Linked DNA regions of Gossypium hirsutum: all the other regions are linked to region 3. Evidence: chromatin contacts called from public Hi-C data. All regions are on one chromosome and are shown on one strand. Each heading gives the region's core, a stretch centred on a gene start, on an enhancer-like site or on the middle of the called end of the contact. The rest is flanking DNA. Distances are from core to core; before and after follow the strand shown. Region 1 holds the start of LOC107922303 (protein ASPARTIC PROTEASE IN GUARD CELL 1). Region 2 holds the start of LOC107920923. Region 3 holds the start of LOC107922226 (F-box protein At1g47056). Region 4 holds the start of LOC107922546 (MFP1 attachment factor 1).

Region 1 (4,436 bases), core at 1,813-4,312, 250 kb after region 3:
AGTATCGATAACTGGGACCAAGGTATCGATACTTGACCAAATAAATAGTATTTTGAAAATGGCAGAATGCCAAAATGATATCGATACTTGTTTTTGGTATCAATACCTTTTATAAAATATTGGCACTTGTTTCTTTCATATCGACACCTAGTTCCAAGTTTTGGAAAATTTTTCAGATTGGCCCATAATCTTGCTTGAATTTATTAAACTATGTTTGTATGCTCAATTTAGTACCTGCTTTACTAATAACTTCTATTATGCATGAATATGGATTAATTTGATTAATTATAATTGAATTGATTATTCTAATTTGTGTGTGAATATTCTGATGTTTGTAGTAGCATTCCGTAACTCGGGTCCGGCAACTAGGCCAGATGAGGGCTGTTACAGATGAGGGAAGGGAGTAGGTAAGAATTCCCTTGTAGTAGTCGATTCAGTATTTGCAATTACTTGTTTGCCCAGATTGAAAGAGACCCTTTTCCCAATCTTATAGAGTAGCCTTCCTAACTCTCTTTAACAGGAGATTTGTGCTTTAAGGAGATCTAATTTCTTACAACCACCTTTTGCAATTAGTCAGTTTAGTTGGTGAAATAATGTCACTTTCAAGCCAACAAGTAGCCACACCACCAGTTATTTCATTGGTTATCTTGTCAAGCTTCTTGGTGCATTTTCCTCTTATGTCAGGATGCTCAAGAAAGTTATTATGGACATCAGGATCAAAGTTAAATTCATGGCCTCAAATATAAAGTTGCATGTGGTACTTGGAGTATTTGTCCACAATGGATTTTTTCTTTTTCTTTTTTTAGTATTCATGCATCTTCTGTTATAATTACAATTGTTGAGGTTTGTTAAATATTTGGTCGATATTAATAGCTTAGAATGGTTTCCTTATCAGTTAAAATAATTAAATCAATAAATATTTAATTCATTCTAATACTAGTGACGAACTGCATAAATTGTTTATGTCATAATTTATGATTATATGGTGTGGATGTGTGATCTAAATTAAATAAATTTCGTTGAGGTCAGTTTGTTTGTTAAAATTAGACCTCTCTCGTTCTTAATGCTGCTAGTAAGTTAAATCTTGGGCGCTGAGTTACAGAATTATTTATTGGTTAGGGAAGTAATTTCAAACGAGTTGTCTCTTGGTTATTCAACAAGTAAGGAGAGATTGATTATCTGGCGCTAAGTTAGCAACTATAACTAAAGGCATTGTAGACATCCTTGAATTGACGGTTGAATCTATAAATCAAATGGAGATTTTACATTTGGCTATAGCCTTTTATCATTGATTTTCCTAAAACTTTTAATTATTGTGTTCTTTCTTTTAGTTTTTAATTTGAATTTATTTTTTATTTTATAAAAACCTCTCTTTTATTCACTTTATTTGTTTTTGTTTAAGAAATAAAATTATTACCGATCTCTGTAGATACAACCTTACTTGTCACTTTCTATTGATCTCATATTCTCAAGTAGGTTTTATTTTTATAGATCCTAATAGCCTAGCAATATCAATTAAAATATATTATATTTTAAAAAAATTGTACAAAATTTGTAACATTTTAGAAATGGTTAAAATATGCTATTAGTCCCTATATTTTGACAAAATTTGTATTTAGTCCCTATACTTAAAAATTAACTCATATTTTCTTGATTTAAAAATCTCAATCCAATCATTAAAATTGTAAGTATTGTAAGTATTTTCAATAAAAATTATTAATTTGACATATTTGTTAAGTTGCTCTCATACGACGCGACATATGATTGACGAAAAGTTAACATGTTACATTGACAAATTTTAATTGAAACTACAAACGACAATTATGATTAGACTAGGGTTATTAAGTTGAAAAGGTAGGATGATTGAATTCTCTCACTTTTAAAGTATAAGGACTAAATCTCAAATTTTATCAAAGTATAGGGGCTAACAACATATGTTAACCTTTAGAAATACTCTGTTTAAGAAAGTAAAAACAAAATAATATAAATGTTTAGTTTTTATAATTTTTATAATTTCTATTATGATACATATAAATTAAGAATAAAAATTTTAATATTTAAAATAATCTTGAATTAATTATTATTTGTGACAATATGTTCAAAGTCAAATAATAGTGATGATATGTTGTTTAAAATTTTTAAAGAAAAATTATTATTTAAAATAGGTATAATGACAAGTTTAGTAATTAACGTTTATATCTTTTATCAATTTAGCTTTTTTTTGTAAGTTAAATTTGACTATCAACATTTTTAAAAAGAGTTAAATTTATCCATCAATTTTTCAAAAATAATAACTAAAACGTTATCTTTTTTAAATATAGCTCTTTACATGACAATTCATGTATACTTTATACTAATTTTTTGAACGTTTTATAATTTATTTTTATTTTTATTTTTTGAATATTTTTTATAATTTTAAATTATTTATTGATATGACATATAAGATAAAATATTGTCATGTCATCATGAAGTACATATAAATTATTATGTGGTTGTCATGCCAATATCATTAAAAATTAATGTTTTACTTAACATTTTTGTTACAAAAAGTAATTTAATTGTTTCTGAAATATCAATGACCAAATTTAACTCAAAAAATAAGGATTAAATTGACAAAAAAAATGTAAATTTTAATGCTAAATTTATCATTATGTCATTGAAATATTATATATAATGTTAATTTAAAAAATAATAAACTCTTATAGTAAAATTTTTAAATGAGGGTTGTTGATTTATGGATTATAAAATGTTTTATAATAATACTTAATTTATTTTTGTGTCATTATAAATTTATTAAATATTTATTATTTATTCAAATTAGGTTTATTAAATATTGTGTATTAGAAAAGTATTTAATTTATTTATTTAAATTTAAAAAATATAGTTTTTTAATATGTATTAGTTAAAAAAAATTTAAGTTAAATTTTAATTATACTTGCATGTGATTGGGTTTATGTTGCAAATAGAGGGATAAGACGGAAGAATATCGGGGCGGGTAAAAAAGTAACCGGTCCGCCCCGCCCATTGCTAACTCTAATAAAAGAACCAATTTCCATTTCTAAAGGGACTGTAATCTATCGGGTGCTTTGTCTGCAGCTGTCGTCGTTGACCGCAATCTGTAGCCAAAGTAACGCGCCATGGCTCGAACTTGGCTTCACCTAACTTCCTCCATTATTGTCTGTGCCCTGATCTGCTTCAATTTCTTCACCGTCGACGCAAAAGATCATCATCCACGGCCGATGCTCCTTCCTCTGCAACTGACCTCACGCAATCATTCCCAGCAGCGCCACTTGGACAATATCCGCCGTCATCTGCAGCAATCGGGACTCTCTTCTTCCACTCCAAACGCTCGCATGAGACTTTATGATGATCTCCTCTCCAACGGGTCTCTCTCCTATAAAAAATGTTTAGTTTTTTTCCTCTTTTTGATTTTTCGAATATTGAGTTTTTTTTTTTTGAATTTCCAGTTATTATACTACTCGGTTATGGATTGGAACGCCACCTCAGGAATTTGCTCTTATCGTCGACACCGGAAGTACTGTAACTTACGTTCCTTGCTCCAGTTGTGCGCATTGCGGCAAGCATCAGGTTCGGTTCTGTCTTGTCAAGTTCGTGCACTTCAACTTTCCCAGTTCTTAATTATAATTAATCAAGTTTGAAATTTGATGCCTTTGTTTGAATTGAGATTGAGATTATTAACTTGATCAATTTGAAACTAGCGAATTATTAGTTTAGTAGAATTTTAATTAAGTTAAATTGAGAATTTTGAGTCTTAAATTTTTATCGTTCGAATGAGAAAGTGAAGTGAGTTACGCTTTGCTGCTATTTTTAGAATCTTTGTCTAATTTCTTGATTTACAGATCTATTAGAGATTAATTTGGGAACTGGTGATTTTATGGTAATATTGATCTCTTGTTGCAATCCAGGATCCAAGGTTCCAACCAGATTTGTCTAGCACTTATCAACCTGTAAAATGCAATCCGAGTTGTAATTGTGATGATGAGCAAAAGCAATGCACTTATGATAGACGGTATGCTGAGATGAGTTCCAGCAGTGGTGTGCTTGGGGAGGATATTGTTTCTTTTGGGAATGAAAGTGAACTTGTGCCACAGCGTGCTGTTTTTGGGTGTGAAAATAGGGAAACAGGTGACCTTTATAGCCAACGGGCTGATGGTATAATGGGTTTGGGTCGGGGCCAGCTTAGTATTGTGGATCAACTTGTTGATAAGAGTGTTATTGGTGATTCGTTTTCTTTGTGTTATGGTGGGATGGATGTTGGTGGAGGTGCAATGGTTCTTGGAAAAATCACTCCTCCCCCTGAAATGGTGTTCTCCCATTCAGACCCTTTCCGCAGGTATCCTTCTTTTACAGTATTGTATTTGTTAATGCATGTCCTAAGAATTTATCTGGTTCTTGTTACGCATTCACTGTAGTTT
Region 2 (3,952 bases), core at 441-2,940, 130 kb before region 3:
CATCATTCTATCCAATCATCACTAAAAACAAGCACAAACCAGCAATTAATTAGCTATATATAAGTTACAAACATGTTACAAATAAAAATAAAATACCTGCATTATTATATCTTATTCAGATTAGAATCATGCGCAGTCCACCATGTGACTTTTAGACCGTTCCGAATTGTTTAATGTGGAGGCTTTTCAAGCGCGTTGTAGGTTTTCGGAGACGGTGCCACTTCATCTTCTTGGAAAACAGTTCGGGTTCTCAACGACGCCGCCGGCAGCCGACATGGGATGATACTGAACGTGCTTTCCCGTGCACAGCTCCGAGGTTTTGAAAAGAAATTTGCACAATCAGTCGCCGATCTTTGAAATGGAAGACCCATTATACAGTTTCTGTTTACGTTGAGCCTTCTTAACTTGATTAGTCTCCGGCATTGTGGGCCTACTTGGGTGAAATAATTGTTGGACAGTGTGAAATTGAATGCATTGGGAAGCCGGCATAGAACCTCCGGTACTGCACCGTAGAAGCGGTTGTGAGCCATGTTAAGCAGCTGTAACTTGGCCATACAACCGAACGACTCAGGGATGGGACCGGTCAGCCTGTTGGATCCGACGTCGAACACTGTGGTTCGGTTTAAGTAGCCGATCTCGAATGGCAGACAACCGGACAGCTTGTTACCTAGTAGCAAAACCTCAGTCATGGTTTCCCAAGCAGCCCCTATGCTTCGTGGGATAGTACCATTGAAATTGTTGTTAGCTAGGGTTAAATAAAGTGCTGGTGTGTTGCCGAGGTTTCTAGGGATTCCTTGACCAAACACATTGTTGTTAATAAAAAGAACATCAGTGTCGAAGTTGAACAAACTACGAGGGATTGTTCCAAGATAATTGTTGAAACGAAGATCAACGAAGGTTAAGTTCTTAGCACTAAGAACGTTGGAGGGGAACCCTCCGATGAACTTGTTGTTACTCAAATCGATCTCATAAAAGTAACGCAAGCCACCAAGACCTTGGTTGATGACACCACTGAAGTTGTTTGAATTGGCATGGAAGATAGCAATATCAGGCAAGTTTTGAATGAAACGATAAAAATTCAAGTTACCACCAAACCTTGCGCCATTAAAATCAATGCCTGCGAGTCCAGTTATGTTGAGGTCTGGTACAGTGTCGCAAATGAAGCCTTTGAAGAGGCAGTAGTTGTTGCCAACCCAAGTAGGGGTGTAGTTTTGAGGGTCAAAGGTAATGTTTCGTTTGAGTTCTTGGGTAATGGCGAGAATCCTGGCTCTATTGGCTAAGGGACCGGGATTGTTGTTTGGCTGGCGAGGTAAGAGACGAAGGGAAGGATCGTAGAGTGGCGGACGGGGTCGAACATAAGAGACGGTTCTAGTAGGGCGTGGTGGGGGCGAGATTGAAGGGCATGGTCGAGGACGGGGGCAAGGTTGGGCGATTCCAAAACCGAAGAAACATGTAATTAGGAGAGTGAAAGTGGAAAACAGTAGCTTTGGAACCATGATTTGGTTGCAGATGAGGAGGATGGTGTTGGGATTGTGGCAAGAAAGCAAACAGGCTGGTGACAACTTATATTGTAGCCTTTGATGTTCAACTTTTAGTCAAATCTTGTGGCTCAATTTCAGAATCCAAGACAACATGTTTCACAAACATAATTGTCTCACACCTTTAACTCAATAAAAATTAGATTAGATTATAATCCTAACAAATCCATAAAAATAGTATTAAAATGGTAAATTTAAAAAAAATGTTAATTCAAATCTCATCATTTTCATATATATATTAAATTATATATAAATAGATAAAAATAGTCTTAAAATTATATTTGTTGTCTTATAAAAATATTAGACTTTTTTATTTATTTTACAATTGAGTTAAAATTTGATTGAGGATGACATTAATACAATCAAAGTTTTAAATAAGAGTGTAGATACTAGTATATGTATATTCACGTAGTGAGTAAAATTTTTTTTTTATAAAATATATATATAAACTAAAAAAAGTAAAAATTAATAGAAAAAGGAAGTAAGATACTCAAGTGAAAATAATGTAAACTATAAAAAAATTTAAAATATATTCAAAATAGAAGTGATATAACTGAAAATTTATAGTGAAAATATAAATTAATGTAGGGGAGAATATAAAGATTTTATCACACTGCTAATAATTTTGTTTTTTTTTTTTCATTTTGTGAATTACAATAGGGGCAAAATCCTAACAGCAACTCGCAACTGGCGCGACTCAAACTCAAACCATATCTGGAGCAATGAATACTCTGGTCATCAAACTAACACACGGGATTCAATAAATTTACATTTTAATACTATTAAACATGAGCTTTAAATGTGTAATTTTTAATTGTTTTTAAATATAATATAAAAGTATGAAAAACAAAGATGACACCATAATGGTATTAATTATAATTTTAAAAGAGATGGGTATTTCTATAAATTCATAATTGAGTTAGTGATTTGATTAAGAGTGAGACCAACTTAATAAAGTGCTTAAATATATTAGATTAGATTAAATAAATTTATTTTAAAAATAATAATAATATATTTTTATATAAAATCTTTAAAAGAACTAGTCACTAAAATTTACTTTTGTTGACCCTTGAATTGTGATATTTAACCAATGTAAAATTTGAATTCCATGATCCATTTCCTTTCTTTTTACATGCAGTAAATTGTTTAATATACCCATTTAATATTACCAAATTATACGGTAAGCAATGTTATCTTTGCCTGTTTGGATTAATTTGAGTAAGCAAACACTTTTAATCTGTACATTTTGGATTTTGTGAAAATTTTATGGGGAAATGTCCAAATTTAGTGAGAAATATTAAACCCTTTTCTACATTGAAGAATTTCATAACATTTTTTAAAGCGGTATGAATATAATTATAAATAAATAATATATATTTTTAATTTCTTATAATTAGATTTTTTTAAAAAATTATAATTAAAATTAAGCATTACGATTACAAAGATAATACTAAATACCAAAATATATCGAGTTAATTGCACTAAATATTCTCAAACTATGATTTTCATTTTAAATTGGTCATCAAACTTTAAAACATTCTAATTACATCCTTAAATTATCGATGTTACACTAGTAAAGTCCTTTCATTACTAAAATTGTAATTTAACCGTTAAATGAGACTTCAGATCTTATGTGAAATAAATTAAAATAAAAAATTTAAAGAAAAATAAATATTGTAAAAATGTTAGCTTTGAGGTTTTTGAAACTTTTACAGAAACTATCGTTCAATCTCTCTCTTTTTTTTCAGTTTGTTTAGTTTTTAATTTTAAAAGTTATGAAACAACATTTTACTTTTGTTTTTATTAATTTCGTCACATAAGATTTTACGTATCACTTAATAGTTAAATTAACGGTTTCAATAATGAAATGACCTGATTGATAAAACATTAATAGTTTAAAGATATAATTAGAATATTTTGAAATTTAAAATAAAAATCAAGCAAACTAGAATAACTTGGAATCTGAAAAATACCAAAATCTAATTTACACAATTCTGGCTGTTCGTCCACGAAGGTCTATTGATCAATATTTGCTTTCTTCCTGATAACATAATTCCAACTTTATCCACAAATTATTGTTTGTGATATCCTTCTCTTTGATCAAAGGTAAGAGATGGAATATATTTTCGAATAGCATTTATATTAAATAAAAATAATTTAATTATAGTAAACCATTTTGGATAGTCCAACCACTGGATACTTAAACTAACCTTTACGTACAAATATGCATCAAAGCAGAGATAACTTTCCAAAAAGAAAGGTGAGAAAAGCAAAAATTGGGAACAAAACAAGAAAAGAAAAGATAGCACAAAGATAAATTTATTTAGCAAACGAAAGAATGAGAATAACGTTGGAGCCAAGGTTAGTGGAGCCATGGGCACTAAGTAGTTAGCAGACCTCAGGAAATAGAAAAT
Region 3 (4,246 bases), core at 1,158-3,657:
ACCTCCTCTATCTAATAAGAAGAATTTTAGGATACAAGTATGCATTTGGAGGACATGCATGTTGGTATGCAAGTATTTTGTAACACGGACCAAATAAAGAGATATAACTAATTAATCAGAAAGATGTTCTTTAAATTCCAGTATAGGACAAATATGTTTGAGAAGAATGAAGACATAGACAGAGCTTGCTAAATAAAGGAACTACAAACCAACAGATCAAATTGAGAACTATAAAATGTTGAAGATGAAGATTGAATTCAAAAGGCAATCATCAGCACACAGAATTGAATTAAATACACAAACAAGGGAGAACTACCAACAGAAAAATAATGTAAACAGTTCATACCAAGAGTGCTTTCTATTGTCACTCTTTTTCTTTTTGTTGTTGTTGCAATTCCGAGTTAACTCCGAGAACTACTTGCCAACCTCCTTAATGTGCAAGCCACAAAACTCCTCCCACTCATAAGCCCTAACAACTTGAATGATGTCGATCGACCTGTACTGCTCGATGCAATACTAGAAGCTCCAATTTGACTGCCCACCATTGGAGGAAATTCAATTCCATTATCTTGTGCCCCACCATCACTGGCACTTGCATCTAAATGCTCGCCCATATCCAAATTGATATCCAAATTAACGACAAGTGATCCTCGAGTTGCTCTTAACCAATCTGCCCCTTCTGAAGTAACTCCTCTACATTTCTTCACTTTCACTTTAACCAAATTAGGGCAACCACTAGCAAGCGCTTCCATGCCATGATCCGAAACAGGGCAATTCTTGATACAAAGCTTCTTTAAAGCAATACATTTCACAGCAATAAAAGATATCTCTGCATCACCAACTGTATCGCTACCGCATAAGGCTAACCGTTCTAAATTTGGACAATTAGAAGCTAACATTTCCAAACTCAGTTTGGTGGGATTAACACCAATAAGAACTAATTCTTGTAAATTGGGGCAAGATTTCGCAACAGCAATTAACCCTTGGTCACCTATTCGATTTGCTTTCCATCCATCAATGTGAAGCTTCCTTAACAAGTTGCATTTCTCTGCAACAGCTCCGAGTCCGGCGTTTGTACACTCGGGAGTCTTAACGAGGTGAAGAATTTCTAGGTTTGAACAGTTGGAGATAGCCGCAAGACCGACATCGCTGACTTGGATCCGCTCCATATGGATCTCTACCATACCCGCGACCCGTTCCACTATGAGTGGGAAAAGCTTATCCCAATCGCCAGAGCATCTAAAAAGTTTCAAAGATTTCAGATTCTTTGAACCAATAATAAGCGGACCAAAACATTGCCCATTATAAAGCTCCTTTAAGCAAATTGTTTTCAACGCCGCCGCAGCCACCCCAGGCCCAATCGGCTCAGCTGCAGCGCCGTCTGTGATGCCACGAAGTCGTTTCACGGAGAGTTCCTCGAGTGCTAGACAATTGTCGAGCACAGCGTTCATGCCTTTGGCTCCGAAAGCGCAAGAACCACAGGAGAGCTTCTTTAGACCCTTGCAGTTTTTAGCGAACGCCAACATTCCTGCATCGGTCAAGTCACGGCAAGCTCGGAGCTTAAGGCGAATCAAATTCCGGCAACGCTCGGAGATTAGAACAAGCGATTCGTCGCCTATGCTAACGGATCTACGGTCACATTTCAGAGCCAGTTTCGTAACAGCATCGAAGCGAGAGAAGATAGAAGGAATGAGAGGTTGCAGATCTGATTGTGCGTTGAGAGATAATCGGTGACGGCTCTGTCCCTCAATCAGAAGCCACCGCCGGCAAACTAGAGAGCATCGTTTTCGGTCATCGGGGCTAAGAGACTGAAAAATACAAGCCAAACACTCGTCAGGAAGATCCGAGATGAAATCCGACGATCCATCTGTGTTACTTCGTTCAAGCTCTTCAGTTTCCTCAGCTTGCATCGGACAGATCAGAGCCGTTGATTTCGGTTTTGACCGTTGGCGATGGTTCCAATCTCGACGGTTCCTTAGCTTCGCCGCCGAAACTGATTGGCCCATCTACAAAATCTAACTAAACTAAAGAAAAGAAAACAGCCACAGGGTTGTTACGGTGAGGGAAACCGTAGAGAAATACTAAAGAGTTTTCAGGCTCTTGTTCTGTTTTTGATCTTCTTGGAAATGTCCAGAACGACGGACTTCAAAATTGGATTTCATTTTGGCTTTTTTCTCGACTTTATTATTTTTATTTGCCCGTCTTTCACTTTGAACAAAATAGCCTTCCACTATTAAGTTTCTATATGCTGTTCGCATCCTCATAATACTTTTCTTGTGCTCACTCCTTTATTTTGATTTCTGATGGAGTGAAAGTCAAAAGTCGGACAAAATTAAAAATCAATGATGATGCTGTAAAAACAGAACTGGTTTGGATGAGGTTGAGCACAGGAGATGCTTTCTTTCTACAATCATATTTTATCTTTTCTTGTAATTTGTTTAGTTTTCTTAGAATTTCTTTTAAAGAATTTGGTATAGAAGTATTAAAATAAATATTTTTAAATTTTTAAATTGTAATCATTTATATATTTGTAAAGGATGATATTTACAAAAATTAAAGTATTTGTAAATTTTTAAAAAAGTAAATCATAATTGTTGAAAAAATAAATAAACTTAAACTTGTCCAAAGTTGAAAATCTGCTAGAATTTTGAGATAGTGTGGGTAAAAATATTACACCTAAAAATGGGTTTAAGAAAAAATTAGGCTCGTTTAAAATATGGGTCTAGCTCGAGCTTAACATTTAAGGCCTAAGCTCAACCCGATCCGTTTTTTAAGTTTGTAATATTTTATATTATGTTGTTTTTATATATTATGTAATTTGTAACACATAAAAATTAGATATATAGTAATATATAATACTTCTATAATGTAAACATCAAAAAAAATTAAGATGACTATATATAAAACTATAATAAATAAAAAAAGTATATAATTATTAAATATTAAATTAAAATAAATATTTTAAAAATATGGGAGGGCCTAAATGGGCTTGGGTTAACTAATTCCAAATATGGGTGGGCTTGGGCAAAATTTTAGGCCCATGATCAGGCCAGGCCAAGCTTGAGCAAGTATAAAGTGTGTTAATATCATGCTTAAGCCTAGCCTGAACCCAATCCAACCCATGAACACCTCAAGGTAAACCACACCATTAGTCACTGAACTATGGGTAAGTTTTCATTTTGGTCATTAAACCATTAGTTGTTGAACTATTTGAAAGATTTCATTTAAGTCATTAGGCTGCTAAATTTTTCTTTAAAAAAAAAACCTTTCGCCAGCGAGCTCCAAGCGGCAATTCAATGGCTAGTACAGAGGATCAGTATCCATCGACGAGTAGAAGAACATATCTTAGGTCCAAGTTGATCTGACGGTCAGTGTCGGAGATCAAAGAAAAAAGCTATTTAAATTTTGGTTTGCAGATTCGTGACGTTCAAAGCTGTTTCATAAAAAAATGAACCGTAAAAGAGAAGAGGAAAGAAAGCTTTCGATTATTGTAGGCAATGCAAATAAAGAAAGCCATATAGCATCGATTTTAACAATCCAATGACTTAAATGAAAAGTTCTGAATACTTCAGTGACCAAATTGTAACTTTTTTTAGTTATGTGACCAAAACGAAAACTTACTCATAGTTTATTAACTAATGGTGTAGTTTACTTTTAAAAAATTATAAATTTAACAAGACCTCGTCATAAAGGGCTATCGAGGTCATATTAAAAGCTCTAATCTTAAAACCTATAAACAATTCATTCCACTTGTTTAATTTTCATAGAAACCTAAAATATTCTTTTATCTATATTTTATACTATCTTATATACCCAAGATTTGTAACTTCGAATTTTGAAGCATACCATAATGATTTCCCCCTTATTGAGATCAAAAGAAGGATATGTTACTTAAAATACTACAACAATGGAGTCTTTTCTAGTGGCTTGGTGTCATAGTAATGTAGAGATGAATGTATTAGATGACAAAATCATTCTTCACTTAAAAGATGATTTCTATCACATCAAATTAATAATTTTACTTTTGTGCTAACATTCCTTTTTTATTTAATTGAATGATAAAGACCTAAGACCCATATGTTTCATCTTCATGCAGTGAAGCAACAATAACACTTAATGTTTAGTGTTACTAACGAGTCTTCTAGTGGATAGGCATCTAATAATGAGAATATTTTAGTACAATCTGGTGGAGGTCCTTGTTCAATGTTGGGAACATGTATAAACCATAAGTTTGATTGCAAATTAA
Region 4 (3,932 bases), core at 1,402-3,901, 140 kb after region 3:
CACCAACTCGTAATGTATGATTAATTCATAAGAATCCATGAGCAAGTGTCACAGCCCTGGTACAAACACTCTAGTACTTATAATTTATATTAGATTAACTTGAATTATAAGCAAAGAGATAATAAAAAGTCAACTCTATTTTATAAATTGGTCAATGTAATTCGATTTATTTTTTGTAATCATTACAAGTTGGAAGCGGGGATGGCAACAATTGAGTTGAAACTCTAGTTTTTGAGTGCCAACAAAGAGCTTAACCACTACTTCCTTCTTATGTTGTTGGATCAATTTGTACCGAAGAGATTCAACCATAAATAGTTGAATAAAAAAAATCAACTGTCTCCTTGCCCTCATTTGTATCATTTATCATTCAATAATCAAATTCAGAAAGCATTTACTCTTAGAAATAAATGCAATTGCTTTTTCTCAGTGTTCTTACTTTCCTAGGAAATCTGGAAACAAATCATGCAGGCTCGTGACATACGCCTATCAAAAGAAAAGTATATAGCTAGTAGATACATAACTATTCATAGATATACAAACAATGTGTACAGCATGCCAAGGATTACACACGGTAATATGGAAAGTCATGACCCGTCCCAAGCAGTCATGGTTCAAAAGAATCATATAGATTTCCTCCTTTCCTACAGCACTATATATGCAAATGCAAGAAAAGAACTGAAAGGACACAAGTGTAACATAGGCTTTTCGAGAAGAGTAGCTTACAGAAATCTTAATTGCCAAAAACCTTGCTTATATAGTAAGATGTACTGTATCAAATGTGAAGAAATCCCCAGCTAGGAGGAGCATGATATCAACAACTTAAAGATAGATTATCTCATTTACCTACAAAATGAAAAATTGGAATGGCCATCCACCTAAATTATAGACATCAACAGAGAAATTGGGGATTTGTATTACTTCAATCAAGATGGTAGCTGTAGGTGTTGGATCAAGAAAGCCGACAGAAATTTGACTGCATTGTGATGGCAACTAGATCCTACACACTTACATTGATATGCTTTTCTAAATGTTCAATAAATGCAAAAACTGCAGATTGATGATTGGTAGCAACCATAAGAAAAAAAAGTATGAAGCAACTCAACATTGAAATGCAGCAAGAAAAGAAATTCACTATTCAGAAAAAGAAAATGACATTCAAATCACCCAAAGAAACATACTGTGAAGTGTAAACATATGTTACATAATTACTAAACGTGAAAATAGCTTGAGAACTAAAAACACGAAGACTTCGCTAAAGCATGTGTCTATATTCAATTCATATAAACTGTATGCTCAGATGACCGAGAGACTATACATACCAGTTCATAAGAACATGCAGTTTCCATGAAGATCTACTCATAGTTGTTCTTTAGCATTTATACTATCCCTTGGAAGTTAGATTCTAGCTCACAGCAGATATCTCTTTTAACTTTCACATCTTGATGGCTCTAGTATACCTAAGAATCTTTCCTAATACATTAAGATTTTGAATCAACAATTACTTTTTCTTTTTCTAAAAAGGGATTACAATAAATGCAAATTGAAGAAATATTAAGATTTAAGACCATATATAAGATCTATATAAAATACAGAAACCTCTATTGCATAGAACCTCATCTACACATCAACTCGTACAAGACTTTCAAGTTTCAACTTGATTGCTCTGGTTTGTTGAACAGATGAAGGAGGAACACTAAGTGAATAAAGGTACAGAATGCTTATGAGTTAGTTGGGAAAAATCGTTAATGAAGAAAATATCTAGCACCCTTTAAGCTGCATTTGGCACTGTATCTATGAATAAAGCAACAAAAACCAAGAAACTCATAAAGATCAAGCACATTTCCACAATACAGAAAACCCTCAAAAAAAGAAGAGATAAAGAAATGGTATTACAGTTACAGATTTTATTATCGTCGTATATAGGCAATTAAGCATCTCGAAAAATCCAGAGCCAACCAGACAGATCTTTAAAAACCCTAGCAAGACCGATCATCAATCTAAAGAAAAGCCCTACAGAGAGAGAAAGAGAGAAACGAGGATCCTCAAACTCAAGCCTCCGCCTTCACGGACGACGATGAAACCTCCTCACCATTCGCTGCTTCCGTGGCTGACGGAGCATCGGCGGCGGCACCAGTAGCAGCGCGAGATTTGACAGTATCGAGCATACGCTTGCTGATCTCCTTGGAATACATCTGAAGGATCTCGATGCCATCATCGTCGGGGGAGAAGGCCGCACCGGCGACTGAGAAAGCTTCCCCCTCGATAGATTTGGCCAGGGAGGAGGCCTCGTCCTCAGGGATGGTGCCGTAGCGTTTGGAAAGTACAGATTGGGAAGAGAGCGTCTCGACAAGACGGTTGATAACGGCATCGCGGGTTCGTTGAGTGGGGGGCCAAATTCGGAGAGTAAGGTTATTGAGCTTGGCGGCGGTTTCATCTATTTGCGATTGAGCCTGGGTCTGGTGGGGCTCCGTTTCTGCGGTGGCTGAGTCTTGAGCAGTGGTGGTAGATTCAGTTTCGGCCATTTCTTTTGGTTTGGAACTTTTGGGCAGTGACCGGAGAGTAATGGGGGGATTTCGAGTTTGCGAGGGGAAGTTCTTTTAAGCCAATAAAAAATTAAAACAATAATTAGTAATTAGTATATAAGAAAGGGGATTGAATATGGGCCGAGCAACTTTCCCCATTTATATCTACATTTATTTATTATTTAAAGATAAGTAAAATATGTAAAATATTCTAAAAATTTATATTTGTATAATATTTAAAAGATTAATATCTTGCATATCCATACTTTCTATAATTATTTATTTATATTATAAATTTATTAAAAATAATGTTATTTTGAGTTCTATAATAAATAATATGTATTTTGTAACTGCTTTGTAAATATATTTATTTATTATTTATAATGTTATAAGTGATTCAGTAATATTTTTGTTTCGGTAGAATTATATATAAAGTAATTTAAATATATTTTAATTAATAATAAATTAATTATTATTTAGTTTAAATATTATATTAATAAAATTTTATCATAATTACAAATATCACGGTCAAATTATCATAAAATATTTAATGTGTCAGTTCAAGATAAACCTACAAAGAAACTTTTTATTTAATGTCATGTATCATAATGTTATTAATAACATATTTTTTTATGATTTTGGTTTGAATATAATACTAATTTTTTTATAGATAATATAATACTAAATTATGGCACACACATTATGTATAAAAATTAAATATGACTTTTGGTTAAAATGATAAAAATCAGAGGATAAATATTAAGATGCCTCGATTTAAATCCCATCGTAAGCATATAATTTTTTATATTTATTAAAATATAAAAAACATAAATACCTTTAAATATAATATATGTTGTTTTCCAAAATTCGAATTTTAACATCACTTTTTTTCTAATTGCAACGTCTAGAGGACTTGTAAGCAAAGCTAAATCACCATGCTCAAGTTATCTATTTGACTAATTGTATAAAAACTACATTCATTAACACCCTGTTTGATTCAATGTAATTACAACTCAATTCTATGAGCCCACCACAAACCCTTGTTTAATTAAATGGAATGCCACTGAATAGAGGTTGAATAGCATTCTTTGCCCCACCCTCTGAATTGTCATTCAGAGCACAGTAGGAATGTTGAAAGATTACCTTCCCCCCCCTCATTTTTTCATCATCATCCTTTCTGCAGTTTCAACTACAACATCCACCTTCAATACCTTCTCCATTTACAAAGCCTTAAACACCATTGCCCCTCACCAACTTTTTTAATCTTTTCCTCATAGGAATAGAGATCATAGAAATTTCTTAATTAGGGGCAAAATCTTCAACAAGGAAAAAATCCAGACTCAATTTAAGACCTTGGCATCGTTCATTTCAATTTTGGGTTCGAGCATCTGATATTTATACTGGCTATAA

Evidence for each region. A called contact is a pair of places that touch in the nucleus more often than the background predicts.
Region 1: a contact with region 3 is called in a Hi-C map of leaf, with 2.6 times the contacts expected there. The contact joins the promoter of LOC107922303 here to the promoter of LOC107922226 in region 3. A contact is called at or near these places in 3 of 34 Hi-C or Micro-C datasets (all in leaf).
Region 2: a Hi-C map of leaf shows a contact between it and region 3, with 1.7 times the contacts expected there. The contact joins the promoter of LOC107920923 here to the promoter of LOC107922226 in region 3. A contact is called at or near these places in 2 of 34 Hi-C or Micro-C datasets (both in leaf).
Region 4: a Hi-C map of leaf shows a contact between it and region 3, with 2.4 times the contacts expected there. The contact joins the promoter of LOC107922546 here to the promoter of LOC107922226 in region 3. A contact is called at or near these places in 5 of 34 Hi-C or Micro-C datasets (leaf and petal).

What each region holds. Positions count from the first base shown.
Region 1 is chrD01:20,547,558-20,551,993 of Gossypium_hirsutum_v2.1, reverse strand. It overlaps LOC107922303 (protein ASPARTIC PROTEASE IN GUARD CELL 1), which reads left to right and starts at 3,062. Exons shown (of 12, transcript XM_016852279.2): 1 at 3,062-3,385; 2 at 3,468-3,588; 3 at 3,927-4,354. The coding sequence starts at 3,138.
Region 2 is chrD01:20,927,277-20,931,228 of Gossypium_hirsutum_v2.1, reverse strand. LOC107920923 reads right to left here and starts at 1,690. Exons shown (of 1, transcript XM_016850758.2): 1 at 1-1,690. The coding sequence starts at 1,496. The coding sequence ends at 171.
Region 3 is chrD01:20,799,203-20,803,448 of Gossypium_hirsutum_v2.1, reverse strand. It overlaps LOC107922226 (F-box protein At1g47056), which reads right to left and starts at 2,407. Exons shown (of 2, transcript XM_016852143.2): 1 at 347-2,407. The coding sequence starts at 2,006. The coding sequence ends at 402.
Region 4 is chrD01:20,662,357-20,666,288 of Gossypium_hirsutum_v2.1, reverse strand. LOC107922546 (MFP1 attachment factor 1) reads right to left here and starts at 2,651. Exons shown (of 1, transcript XM_016852629.2): 1 at 1,877-2,651. The coding sequence starts at 2,522. The coding sequence ends at 2,049. It overlaps LOC107921189, which reads left to right and starts at 3,515. Exons shown (of 5, transcript XM_041087295.1): 1 at 3,515-3,932.